3 separate regions of the Ovis aries genome follow, and all the other regions are linked to region 3. Evidence: chromatin contacts called from public Hi-C data. All regions are on one chromosome and are shown on one strand. Each heading gives the region's core, a stretch centred on a gene start, on an enhancer-like site or on the middle of the called end of the contact. The rest is flanking DNA. Distances are from core to core; before and after follow the strand shown. Region 1 holds the start of TERF2 (telomeric repeat binding factor 2). Region 2 has its middle 11 kb from the start of PSMD7. Region 3 overlaps NFAT5 (nuclear factor of activated T cells 5).

Region 1 (4,438 bases), core at 155-2,654, 250 kb before region 3:
AGTGCCTATAAATTGTAATTTAAATTTATTTTTCCTGTTAACATTTGCCTGAGATTATACCACTAAAGTGTCTGAGTCAGGATTTAAGCCTGTGACTGTCAGGATCCAAAAGCCTTGACTGGGGTCCTCTATGAGTGAGGATTCACTCCTCCTACTTTTTCTCTGGAAGCTGTGAATGTCTGCGGGAATTGATGAGTATAAGGTGAATGATTACTTTGTCACAAAGCTCTGTCTCGCTTATGTATATTAAGTACTCACTGTGTGCTTGTCTCGGGCAAGTGCTGAGGGTAAGGGTATCAAAGGATGAATTATTAGACTTGATCATTACACTTTAAGAAACTTCTAGTTTTTGGAGCTGACAAGTATATGAACATAACACGTGAAAAATAATAAGAAAACACAATAAGCAAGAAGAGATCAAGGCAGCATAGCAAGATAGTTAAATCCATGGGCTGTGGAGTCCAGTTCTTAGCTGTGGGACCCTCTAAGCCTCATTTTTCTCTTTTGTAAAATGAGGATAGCTTAGTGTTGGTAATTGCTGTGAGGGTTAAATGATTTAATATATTGTTAAATGGCTTAAGATTGAACTTGGCAGGTGGAAACACTTATTAAAATGTATTGTTTGGTAAAGCTTAAGCACAGTGAGAATCATACATGCCACCAAATGTCTGGGGTGTTGACACCCCTTTCTTAAATTTTTCTGAGTTGCCCAACTCCAAGAGTCCCATTTCCTTGAGCTGTATTCCTTTCCCTGATGTAGTTATCTTTTGATCCTACTAGAACGTCTCCAGGAAAGAATGATGTGCCAAAGGGACCCCAACCTCTGCTCACCAAAACTTGAGCTGCATCGCAGAGAAGGAAAGCGAAGACTGGAATAGTCCTCAGGACAGGCAGATAAGGAGAATCAACCCAGGAGTGTTTGTTAGAAAATGTCTAGGACCCACTCCCCGAGATTTTCGTTCTGCTTCGAATCCAGTTTCAATACATACTTTACTAATATTTGGATTTAATTATTATCATAGGAAGGGTTTCACATGATTTTATCCTGCAAATCAACTCCCTTCCCAACCCTGCTTATGTATTATTGTTTTCTCCCAAACACTGACTCACCTCCTTCATCCTCAGTCAAGGGCACTGCTTTGATATGCTACAGTGGCTGCCCCCTTTCAACCTTGGCATGAGGATGGATGGGCTCTTTCATCTGAAACCCTCTGCCTTCTGACAGCTGTGCATAAGCTAACACATCTCCTCTCAAACCCACTAAAAACTCACCTCCTTCTGGAAACCTTCCCTGCTTGAGTTCTTTACTTTTGTACTCCTGTCCTGTGCAACAGATGCAACTGGGATTGTTGGGATGTAGACAGACAAGTGTCCTTGTGTCTTGATTGTGCGTTAAGTTATGGTTCTTCCCACTGGGGGTGGCGTGGGCTTGTGGAGAGGGCAGGGACTCTGGAATCTGGCACGAATTTGTACAGCAGCAGCACTCGTGAGTTCTCAAATTCATTCTGGCTGTCCTTTGTCACCTTGGAACTGCTGCTTTTTTTCTCCTGTGTGGTCATCTTCCATCCCTGCTTCTCCAGGCAGCTGTCCCCTCCTCGTTCCACTTTCCTTCTCTCCCAGAGTGGGCAGAGGGCCCTCTTCTAACTTTGCAAAGCACAGCTAAGACTGTCTGTGTGCCCCACCATTTCCTGTAGTATCCTCCTCTGTCAAAGGGGGTTGATTACAGGGCCTTCCTGAATTCCTATAAGAAAGCAGTGCCATCAGGCATGTTCACAGGATTTGGCATACAGCAGATCATGGCAGTTACTTTAGACTGACGGGTTTGCTCCAAACCCATTCCAGCCCTGTCTTAGCTCACTTTCTGAACTTCAGAAGGCTGGCGGGATTAACCTGCATAACATGTCACAAACTCCCTTGCAGCTCCAGTTCTGTTTATGACTTGGATTCCATTTGTGTGAGGCTTTAGAACTAGGAGCTATGTGGAGGAAGAGGCAGGTGTGAAGCATCCATTTTGCTGAGGCCGTTCATGGCCAAGGCCTTCATGATTCTAACAGCAGCTGTGGTGGCAGCTTAGCAGTTCTGAATTTTCCGGACAGTGACAGAGGCTGTGGCTTGCTTGGCACGAGTTCCACAGTATCATTTGGGGAGTGGTTCCTGGATGTTTAGCCTAGAGTCTGTTTCTTGACCTTCTTACTGATTCTGTGAGCTAAAGCCATACCCTTTAATAAGTCCCTTCATGTTTAAATTAGCAAGAGAGAAACCTGCTGTCTGCAACCAAGAGAACTGACGGTTATGTTAAGTGTTCAATAAATGTTATCTGTTATTATCATTTTAAAACTGTGTCGAAAGCTTGGTAATAAGAGCACGTAGTTAGATTTCAGGAAAGGGAATTTTAAACTACCAACTGGATACGACCATGTAAAATGATTTCTGCAGTAGTGCTGTCCCAAAGAGCTATCTTTGACGATGGGGATGTTCTGTGTTTGCATCCAGTATGGTAGCCACTAGCTACACGTGGCTACTGAACACTTGAAATGTGGCTACTATGACTGAGAAACTGAATTTTTAATCTGATTTAGTTTTTAATTCACTTATATTCAAAGACAAATAACGGCATGCAGATGGTGGCTACTGTTCTGGACAGCACAATCCTCAAGTGTCTCAGCCTCACCTTCCAGAAGGGTCTGGACAACCTTCTCTGTCTCTAGCCGGGAAACTTCTTCATTGGTTCTTCCTCAGTCCCCAGTCTCAAGCCTCATGTTGATGATCTACAGAGGTGCAACATTCCCCAACAGTGACAACTTTGATACAAGTTTAGGGTCTCATTGTCCTCAGGTTTCATTCCAGGATTGCAAATTTGCTTTTTTATTTTTTAATATTTGTTTGTTTCTTTGACCACTCTGGGTCTTTAGTTGCAGTACATGGGACCTAGTTCCCCAACCAGGGATCGAAACCCAGGCCTCCTGCACTGGGAGTGCAGAGTTTTAGCCACTGAGCCACCAGGGAGGTCCCGCAAATTGGCTTTTTATTTACAAAACCCAAAAGTTTATGGAAGTGCTTTTGCTAAAATGCAGTCCATATTGAAAGGGAAATTTCACCTTTCACTTAGAGAAAGAAAACCACTTATTATGTTAAATGTATATTTTTTTTTTCCATAACATCTAGGTATTGAGTTTTCAAAAATATTGGAGTCCTTTATCAGTTAGACAAGTGGTTCTCATACTTTGCTGAGTATTAGAATCATTGTAAGAAAGTAACTGTTAATAATTGCAAGCCTTGTAAAGTAAAATAAAAATAAAATTAAAAAAATAATAATAATTGCAAGCCACACTCCAGACCAATTAAATTAGCATTAAAGATTAAAGAGAACCAAAATTTTATCTCCAACAATCTACTTTTTTCAAAATTAGATTCCTATGTTAACTACTAATTAAAAGTTAATAAAAATATAAGAAAAATAATGATAGAATAATTTATAATGATAGGATAATAATTTATTGTGAGCTAAGATAATTATAGACCTGTTATTCAAAGCCAAACTTTTTTTCCCATTTTGGTTGACTGGAGGCCACACAGAGACTGTAGTCACAGAGCCATCATCCAATAATTCTGGGAAGCTTCTGGAATACAGGCATTCACAAAGAGTACAGATTTCAGGGATTTCCCTGATGGTCCAGTGGCTAAGACTCCACACTCCCAATGCAGGGGGCCTGGGTGGCTTCCCTGGTGGCTCAGAGGTTAAAGCGTCTGCCTGCAATGTAGGAGACCTGGGTTCAATCCCTGGGTTGGGAAGATCCCCTGGAGAAGGAAATGGCAACCCACTCCAGTATTCTTGCCTGGAGAATCCCATGGACAGAGGAGCCTGGTGGGCTACAGTCCATGTACAGTCCATGAGGTCACAAAGAGTCAGTCACGACTGAGCGACCTCACTTTCACTTTCACTTTTTCAGGGAACTTGATCCTATGCTGTAACTAAGGCCTGGCACAGCCAAGTCAGTATTAAAAATAATAATAATAATAACAGAGCTCAGTCAGGCCCCTCTTTCAGATTGCCACTTTCACATGAATAAAGCCAAACAATAATCCTTATAGACCTTCCATCCAACCAAACATATGGACAGCTCAAAGGAAGCTGAGAAAAAAGATGAGGTGTCCAAATTCAGTGTCAGACGGTCTCCCTTGCTCTTTTTTTTTTTTTTCCAGATGGTCCTTTTATTATGCTCCCATCCCTCCACTTGCCCACACACAGATGTTCCCTGTGAAAGAACTTGGCTCTATGCAGTTCATTCCAGAATGGGATGGTCCCAGAAAGTTTAAAGAAAGGAACTTGCGTTTCCTGAGATGACTTGCTCTTGACATTAATTCATATTTAGGAAGGAGCTGCCTAAGCCTTTTATAAATACCCGTGAAACTAAGTGACTCAAGATTGATTTTATTT
Region 2 (4,650 bases), core at 1,004-3,503, 200 kb after region 3:
GTGAGAACTAATGTATATTATTTTCAGCAGTTTAAGTTTATGGTAATTTGTTATGCAGCAGTAGATAACTAACACACTATCCTAGCTCAGGTGAAATGGTCTTGGATTAGCATGTCTTATATGTACCAGGTCCTGAATGTGGCAATGATTTTTTGTCTTTTTTTTTTTTTGGCTGCACTGCACAGCATGTGTGGATCTTAGTTCCCTAACCAGGGATTGAACGTGTGCCCCTTACAGTGGCAGTGGGGAGTCCCAATCCCTGGACCAGGGAAGTCCGTGGTCATGATTTTTAATAATGAGAGCCTTGGCATGTAGTTCAAAAACAATCACACCAACTAGGGATAAAGGCAGAAAGGTACCAGCATCACTCTCCTTCCTTTTCTTGGGGAAAGAAAGTACTTGGGAGTGGGAGTCCTTTCAATCCCCACCCTGAGCCCATGGCCTGAAATCACTGCCCGGGTGGTACTGATGGCCTCAGAGGCCTTGGGTCTGGCCGAGCCTGCAATGGTGCTCTGTTTTGGGGTTGTCATTTGTTATTATTTGGGCAAGAGTCGGCACGAGTCTTGTCCAGACACTCAAGGACAATTTTGGGTTCGTTCTCTGTATAATCACAGGGTGAGCAGTAGGTAGACGATGCCAGTACAGCAGTGAATGCGTCTGGAGGACAGGCTCTGCTGTTCAGGACTCCCACTGGGGTTGGTTCAGGGGCACGTCTCCCGCCTCAGTGACGCCTCCCTCACGAACATCTGGGCCTTGGTGAGTTGTGGGTGTAGAAGCACTCTTTTCTCCTGGGATGGAATGCATTTCATCCTTGAACTTTGGGTTTTATAGTCATGGTTATTTGCCTCTTGGGATTGGTTCATGTTGGTTAAAATATGGGGCATATGGGGTAGGGGAGGAGTAGCTCATACATTCAACTCTGGCTTTTAGCCCATCCCTACTCTTGAACAAGGGCACAGATCCCTGAGGTGCCAGTGTCTGCCTTGAGGTACAGGGAAGCCCCAGGTTAAGTATATTTTTCCCCCAGCTTTATTGAGATATAATTGACATAATGTGTTAGTTTAAGGTGTACAATGTGGTGATTCATGTACATGTCGTAAAGTGATTGCCACAGTGAGGTTCACTGACACACCCATCACCTCACGGAGTTCCCATTTTGTTGTTGTTGCGACCATTTAAGTCTGCGTTGTGGTGAGAACTTTTAAGTTCGACTCTCTTAGCAACTTTCAAGTACAGGATACAGTCCCAGAGTCTTATCTGCTGAGGGGATAAAGCCAGGGTTGAAAATGAAGCAGAGGGGATAATAGATGAACTGAGGCTGTTGATTGGGTATTTTGGTTAAAAGTTAAGCCAGATTATCACTGATCAGACGCTAGCTGTAGCATACAGATAGAGGTAGATACTGGTGCTATGTTGCAGAGAAGGACGACGCTTTGTGGGTCGTAATAGACACATATGTATGAGAAGAGATCTTAAGTTGGGAAAGGACTGATCCACAGAGTGCTGATGGTAAGGCAAAAAAGTTAGTAGTTTTATCTACATTAAATAAAGGTTGTCTAACTTGCATATATGCAGAAACTACCAATTTCTTAAAAACAGATTCCCAGAGATTCTAATGCAGTAGGTAAATTGTATAAATTTACAAAGAAATAAATGATATCTGAAAAGGGGTAATAAATGCTCCCTATGCACTGTAGCTAAATGATTTTACTACAGTTTATTATCATCTGTTTTCTTCAGGTTATTTTTATCTATTGTATCCATATTTGGGTAATACTATGTTATGCTGTGCTATATGCATCTTTTCCCAATTCATGTTGGCCTTGAAATCAGCTGTGTTGGGAGTATTTACACCAGGGAAATTGGCAAAGGCCACAAATCAATACCCTTCCTCCTCTTTTTTAGAGACCTGGTTGTTATACATTTACCAGCCCTTCACTGGATATGGTCCTTAAAGAAACCAGGAGTGGTATCAGTAGTGAGGAAAATCAAAGCATGAACTATCTGAAGGGCAGAGAAAACTTTATCTATTTATCATAGAGTACATACAGCAGGGGTGAAGCTGTGGCAACTTGACCCAATTTTTTGCAGCAAGATGCTCTCTAGATTCCTTCAAAGCCTAGCCTAGATGGTTGCAGCCAAAAGCAGAAGTGGTGGGAAGCAACTTTGGGGAAGGTTCCCAATTCCATGATGAACTGGAATGTGAACCAGTGTGTCACTTGCTGAGATGATATTAGTCAATGGTGCCATCTAGTGTTGAAGTACAGATTGGCTCCAAAGAGGGACGCTTGGAGGAAGCTTGCTCTTGACTTAGGCCTTGGAAACACACTAACACGGTTTCCTCTATTTTCTTTTTCTACTTCATTTCCCTACTTCTGGAGTCATTTTCTACCCACTCCTCCAACAAGAATAGCCACTGGTGTTTTCTTGTTATTTTTTATTTTTTTGAAAGATATGAATTCGGTGTGGTTTCCCAGCAAAAGAGAAATGCCAAGAGTTGAAAGGCATAGATATGGAAACCAGCACTTTCCTGTATTATGTATAATCTGGAATGAATTTGCTTAGGGAAGTTGTAGAGATCTTCTCTTGTGGGTCACATAATTCAGATGCTTCTCTGCTTTTCCAGCATGTCCCAGATATCCTTCCTATTTCCTGTGACAGGGGCACATGAAGTCATCAGCATGTTGTAGCATAACAAAGAACCCAAATTCATTCTGAAGTCTTTCTGCTTCATAGATATTTTTGTAGAAAATAGCAGAAGGAAAGTCCTGTTCATGACTTCCAAGTGAGTAGGATCTTTCACTCTTTTATGAGAACTTGTGTTAATAAGTCTTTTATTTGAAGTGAAGGTAATTGTATATGATCAAGTTCTCAAAGCTGGAGAGTCCTCCAGAAACTGGAGTAAGATTCTGGGATTAATTCCCACTGGAAAGGCTGACTGCATCATGAGCAGTGGAGTAAGCAGTATGGTAGTCCCTCAATGAATATGACTTCCTTTTTTCCCCTTTGGTGATTGATGATCTGTGTAAAATGAAAAATCATTTAACTAATTAGTGGGCTCAAAGCTGTTATTCCACCCTGACAGTTTTTAACCTTTTCACTAAGGATAACTGACCTGGAAGTTTGGGACTATTTCAGATGTTACTTATCAAACAGAATACCAGTAGGGAATCGAAGCTATACTCTCTGTAATGTGTGTAGCTGGAGTAGCCTGAACTGTTATTGTGAAACCTTTCAAAATGGAAGGAAGGGAATGTCACAACTCTGGATACAAAGTCCGAAAATGGGATTAGACTTTACCCAGGATACTTTTTCAGTGTTCAAAGAACAAAAGTAGTTTAGAAATCTCATCTTGAGACTGCTAAGCTATCTGAACACATGACTTTATTTTAGGTGAGGGTCATGGGTTTTGCAGTCAAGTCAGCTGCTATTTATATAAGCAAGCCTTCATCAACAAACAGCCTTATAAAGCTCACTGTCTTACATAGGATGGCAGCAATTTTGCTTGAGAAAATGAGCCTGCGTGACTCTAGAGGCGACATACACTTTTTGTTAGAAGGAAATGAAGATCCTGTTAGTAAGGTCAAAGTCAGTTTTGTCCATATGCAGGTCCAACTGTTAAATATAACAAGGCCTGGGTATTCCCATGTTCCTACATATTCAATAGACATTCCAATTTATCAAACGGTGACAAACTTAAAAGCTTGTGACATTGTCCTTTTAGACCCTGGGAAAGCTTTTTAAGTGCAGATCATTCTTCTGAAGGTGGATCTGATCCTGTGTGGTCCTGAGTTGCCCCCACCCCACCTCCACCCTACATAAAGGACTCACTCTTTGGGATAACTTTCTCCTTGTCCCTGCTTGGCCTCAGGTCCATGGCATCTCTGGTCTTTGCTGCCTACCCTGGTGAAAGGTTCCCTTTCTCACACCAGTCTGCTCTAAACATGGCAACAAGATCTCAAAAAACTTTTAATAACACACTCTTGTCATTTTAAATGCATCTCAAGCTTTGAACTATGTATTTCAAATTTCTTTTACTTAGATGTATTGGGAACAACCCTCTGACTTTTGACTGCCATAACAGACAAAAAACTTCTCTAGCTCTTTTCCCTTTGCTATTTCTTTTTATCTCAGCATCTTAATGAACTTTGAACTGACCACTGATGTGGGTAGTTCTATTTCTGTCAGATAAAAATCAACCCCCAAATTTCCACTAACTCGTTCTTTGGCAGGCAGGTCTGCCGATTCAAAATGGATGCTTCTGGCAACTTTGAGGCACTGTAACATTAAGAAGTGGTTTATGAGATTCCACTGACTTCATTTTAGTGCTATTTTATTGTATTCTTAAATAGTTGAACACCGATAGTCCAACATGGCAACCTACTCCAGTACTCCTGCCTGGAAAATCCCATGGACGGAGGAGCCTGGTAGGCTGCAGTCCATAGGGTCGCTAAGAGTTGGACACTGAGCGACTTCACTTTCACGCACTGGAGAAGGAAATGGCAACCCACTCCAGTGTTCTTGCCTGGAGAATCCCAGGGACGGGGGATCCTGGTGGGCTTCCATCTATGGGGTCACACAGAATCGGACACGACTGAAGTGACTTAGCAGCAGCAGCAGCAGCAGCAGCAGCGAACTCTTAAGAGAGGT
Region 3 (4,198 bases), core at 1,521-4,020:
GTTTATTCTCTGGGGGAACTTCATTTGCATCTATGTTTTTAGCTATCTGTGATAACTTGTTAAATATTAAAAAGATATTTTGCTTCTATTGGAACATTTGTATACTCGCAACTATATTTCTGTAAACAGCTGCAGTCAAAAATAAAACATTGAAAGTTTTCATTTTGTAGTGGTTAACTGTCTTTTTTCCTCAGACTTTATGAGTGAAGTCATATCTAAGAATGTCAACTTTGAACAACATGAATATGTGACTGAACTTAAAGTCATTAGGAAAAGGCATGAAATAAAGAAATATTTTTAATAGTGACTTTGTACCTACTGTTTTACCAGGTAGTGTACAAAAGTGACTTAGTGTGATAGAATTTTTATTTGTTTTACTTAAAGTGTTTCATGTTTAGTAAAATAATACATACATGTGACAAGTTATGAATTGTGGAGGTGCTTTTGATGAAAACAAAGTCTCCCCAGCCCTCAGTCCCACATCCAGAGGCAGTCTCTTTTTATTCTTCTGTAAGTTAATCATTCAGAATGATTTTAGGTGATTTTAACATCCAAATGTATATAATCCATCTAAATAAGTTTTCACTTTAGGGGTCTAAAGTAATAACACTGCTGCCATTGTTCTAAATATGTTTAAAAGTTGTCTTTTAGCATTTATGGACTTCAGCAACATTGGAAAGAAGTAATAACCAGATGTAATTTAGTAAGTATAAATATAAAAAATATTTGGGTATTTTTGATCTGAAGATGGAACTACAAGTGGCTGCCAGAAAGGCTGATGTGGTCCTGGGTTACATAATCTAAGTTACAGTGTCCAGAACAAGGGAGAGAGTTTTCTTGCTTTACTCCAAGCTGATAAGAGTCCTGCTTTGTCATCTCGTGAGGAGCAAACAGTTCTCAGCAGCCATATACATATAATTAGGCCTGTCAGAGAACTGAACATCATTTATCCCTGCTTAGGGACACAGGAGGACTTTAGAAGTGTAAAAGCAGCTACTGACAAATATATACTACCATGTGTAAATTAGATGGCTAGTGGGAAGCTGCTGTATATAACACAAGGAGCTGGCCTGTGATAACTTAGAGAGGTGGCATGGGGACAGGGAGAGGGTGGCTCAAGAGAGAGGGGATACACACACACACACACACACACACACACACATGGCTGATTCATGTCGTTATATGGCAGAAACCACCACAACATTGTAAAACAATTATCCTCCAATTAACAAATCGCTATAGTTTCTCAATCGCAATACTTATGGTCTTTCAGGAAGACAGCTGATTACTGCTCTTGTGCTCTATTTCATGGTGTCATTGTCCCTTCCTGTACTGAGGCACAATAGTATTTAAAGGCATAGTCTCTGGAGTTTGCCTCTTGGGTAAAGTTCTGGCTCCTATACCGAATGTTTAACCTCTCCATTCCTCAGTTTCTTTATAAAGTGGAAAGAAAACTAGAATGATCCCCTAAGGGTTGTTATAAAAATTACATAAGTTAATCAGCATAAAACTACTTAGTTCCTGGTACACAGGAGCTAAGTGCCTAGTAAGTGTTAACTTTGTGTTAGTCATACTAGTCCTGATACTGCTTTGTTCTGCTGCCTCTGGTGCACTGGATCCATATCCTTTTGCTTTCTCAAATACATGGTCCTTTAATTATCCTCTTTTTTAATTTGTAATTTACTTTTTAATTCTTATTTTTATTTGATTTTTATTTTCTGTTGGAGTATAGTTGACTTACAGTGTTGTGTTAGTTTCAGGTAAACAGCAAAGGGATTCAGTTATATATATATAATTACCCTCTTTCTCCAGCATCAAAACCTTTTCTCATACCCACTAGAATATGAATTTTCTGTAATGTTCCTCATCTCAAAATTAACAATTTTCTTTGACCACACATCCCGCATATACACTATTTCCACTTCCTCTCTTTCCATTCCCTCTTAAATCCATTCCAGTCCGGTTTTATCACCCCACTCTCCAGAAATAGCTCTTGTCATCACCACCAATGGCCTCTCAAAAGTCGATTCCCATGCCTATTTCACTCACTCATCAGCAGTATTTGACAGTCTGAAACACTTTCTTCCCTCGGCTTTCAGGACATGACGCTCATCTCTCTCGCTTCATTGGCCTTTTCTCTTCTCATCATCTTGACCTTCTAACGTTGGAGACCTCTAGAAGTCGATCATTAGATCTCTTCTCTATCATAACTCAATTTCCAGTCGACCCCATCCAGTCACATTGCTTTATATACTCCTACATGTTGACTTTATTCCAAGTTCCTATTACCCAGCTGTCTACTTGACAGTCACAACAGGCATCTCAGACATAACATGTCTGAAGTCAAATTTTGATTCTCCCCTTCCCATCCCCATCTTCTGCCCCAAATACTCTTTCCAGATTCTTCCTCATTTGAGCAAAATGAAATCTCCATTCTTCCAGTTGTTTAAGCCAAAATACCTTTGAGGGTTTGTGTTTTTTGACCTTTATACAGTCTGTCATCAGATCATGTTACTCTGACCTTTGAAATATATCCAGAATCCAGCCACTTCTCAATACAGCTATTGTTATCACTTTGAACCAAAGCATTTGTTGCCATAACAGTTTCCCAACAATTCCTACTTCTCTCATTGCTCCTCATACTTGATCCTTCAGTTACCAGCTAGATTTAAACGTAAGTCCTATGTTACACGTTTGCTCAAAGCCACTCAGTGACTGACTTCCTGTTCCTGCATTTCACAGTGCTTGTAAGGCCCTTTGTGGTCTGTCCCAGCTGTGTGTCTGACCCATCCTTCTCTTGCTTTCTCTGCTTTGGTCACACTAAGTTCCTTTCCCTCCCTAAAACAGACTGATCATGCTGCTACCTCATGGGTTTGTGCTCACATCACTCCCGGTATGCCTATCCTTTGGGGATCCACATGTCTCAGTCTCTTAACGTTATCAAGTCTTTGCTCAAATATAACCTTATTAGATCCTTCTTAATCACCCTGTATAAAACTCGGATCCCATCTCTAACCCTCTTACCTGCTCTTCCTCTCTAGCATTTATCACCTGACTGACATTTGTTCTTCTGTCATGGAATGCAATCCTCCATGAGGATAGGTATTTTGTCTGCTTTTGTATATTTCCAGTGCCTAGAAGAATGCCTGTCCCATTGATTAATCACGATAATTCAGTCAAGTCACAATAAATATTGCCCCTTGGCATATATTTGTTACATTCTGTGTTTTTCTTGATTTCTATACCACTCTCCTGATCCCTGGGTTGGGAAGACTCCTGGAGAAGGAAATAGCAACCCACTCCAGTATTCTTCCTTGGGAAATCCCATTGTCAGAGGAGCCTGGCCAGCTATAGTCCATGGGGTCGCAAAGAGTCAGACATGACTTAACAACTAAGCACTCCTTCCTGGATCATCTTAAATGTCCTTTAAATCCCCTGCTGCTGCTGCTGCTCAGTTGCTTCAGTCGTGTCCGACTCTGTGCGACCCCATAGACGGCAGCCCACCAGGCTCTGGCCGTCCCTGGGATTCTCCAGGCAAGAACACCGGAGTGGGTTGCCATTTCCTTCTCCAATGCATGAAAGTGAAAAGTGAAAGTGAAGTCGCTCAGTCGTATCTCACTTAGCGACCCCGCAGACTGCAGCCTTCCAGGCTCCTCTGTCCATGGGGTTTTCCAGGCAAGAGTACTGGAGTGGGGTGCCATTGCCTTCTCCCTTAAATCCCCTGAGAGAATCTTAATTGGTTCCATTACCATTCAGAATGAAGCAGCCCTATTGGGCAAGCTCTCAAGCCAAGTCACTGTTTAGGCTTCTGGCCACACTTTATCACTGAATCCTCTGATCCCTTCCCTGGTAGATTCCACTTTTGCCTGAAACCAATGAATTTGAGTTTGTTTTATAGAAATGGATTTTATTTGGAACTTTTAGAAATATACATAAAACTGCAGTGAGGATAAAGGCAACAGGAAACATTTTCATGTTTTCAAATTGAAACACCCAGCCATCTGCCATTGTGGATATTGTGGAAAGAATACCCAGTGCTTGCTGGCATCTGGCACTTGAGGTTCTCCTGCCTGACGCCATCATTTCCTTGGCAGGTAAGAGGCAACCTTGCTTTGCATCATTTCTCATGTTTTCTTTCTCTGGACCACAAGAGGGCATTCTTTCATCATTTTCAACTTGGATTATACCAACACTTAGT

The links. Hi-C and Micro-C count contacts between places; a contact is called where the count stands out from the background.
Region 1: a Hi-C map of liver shows a contact between it and region 3, with 3 times the contacts expected there. The contact joins the promoter of TERF2 here to the enhancer-like site in region 3. A contact is called at or near these places in 3 of 16 Hi-C or Micro-C datasets (liver, skin fibroblasts and tail adipose tissue).
Region 2: a contact with region 3 is called in a Hi-C map of liver, with 11 times the contacts expected there. The contact joins two enhancer-like sites. A contact is called at or near these places in 4 of 16 Hi-C or Micro-C datasets (hypothalamus, liver and tail adipose tissue).

What each region holds. Positions count from the first base shown.
Region 1 is chr14:36,086,596-36,091,033 of ARS-UI_Ramb_v3.0, forward strand. TERF2 (telomeric repeat binding factor 2) reads right to left here and starts at 1,405. Exons shown (of 11, transcript XM_060398448.1): 1 at 1,273-1,405.
Region 2 is chr14:36,530,873-36,535,522 of ARS-UI_Ramb_v3.0, forward strand. No RefSeq gene overlaps it. Among named protein-coding and RNA genes, the nearest start is that of PSMD7, 11 kb to the right of the region's middle. Within about 2 kb of position 2,254, at least 4 of the 54 cell types and tissues checked have an H3K27ac peak or open chromatin away from gene starts, as enhancers often do. A contact at or near this core is called in liver, where this site is marked.
Region 3 is chr14:36,333,876-36,338,073 of ARS-UI_Ramb_v3.0, forward strand. It overlaps NFAT5 (nuclear factor of activated T cells 5), which reads left to right. Exons shown (of 14, transcript XM_060398434.1): 14 at 1-162. Among named protein-coding and RNA genes, the nearest start is that of NQO1, 16 kb to the right of the region's middle. Within about 2 kb of position 2,771, at least 7 of the 54 cell types and tissues checked have an H3K27ac peak or open chromatin away from gene starts, as enhancers often do. A contact at or near this core is called in liver, where this site is marked.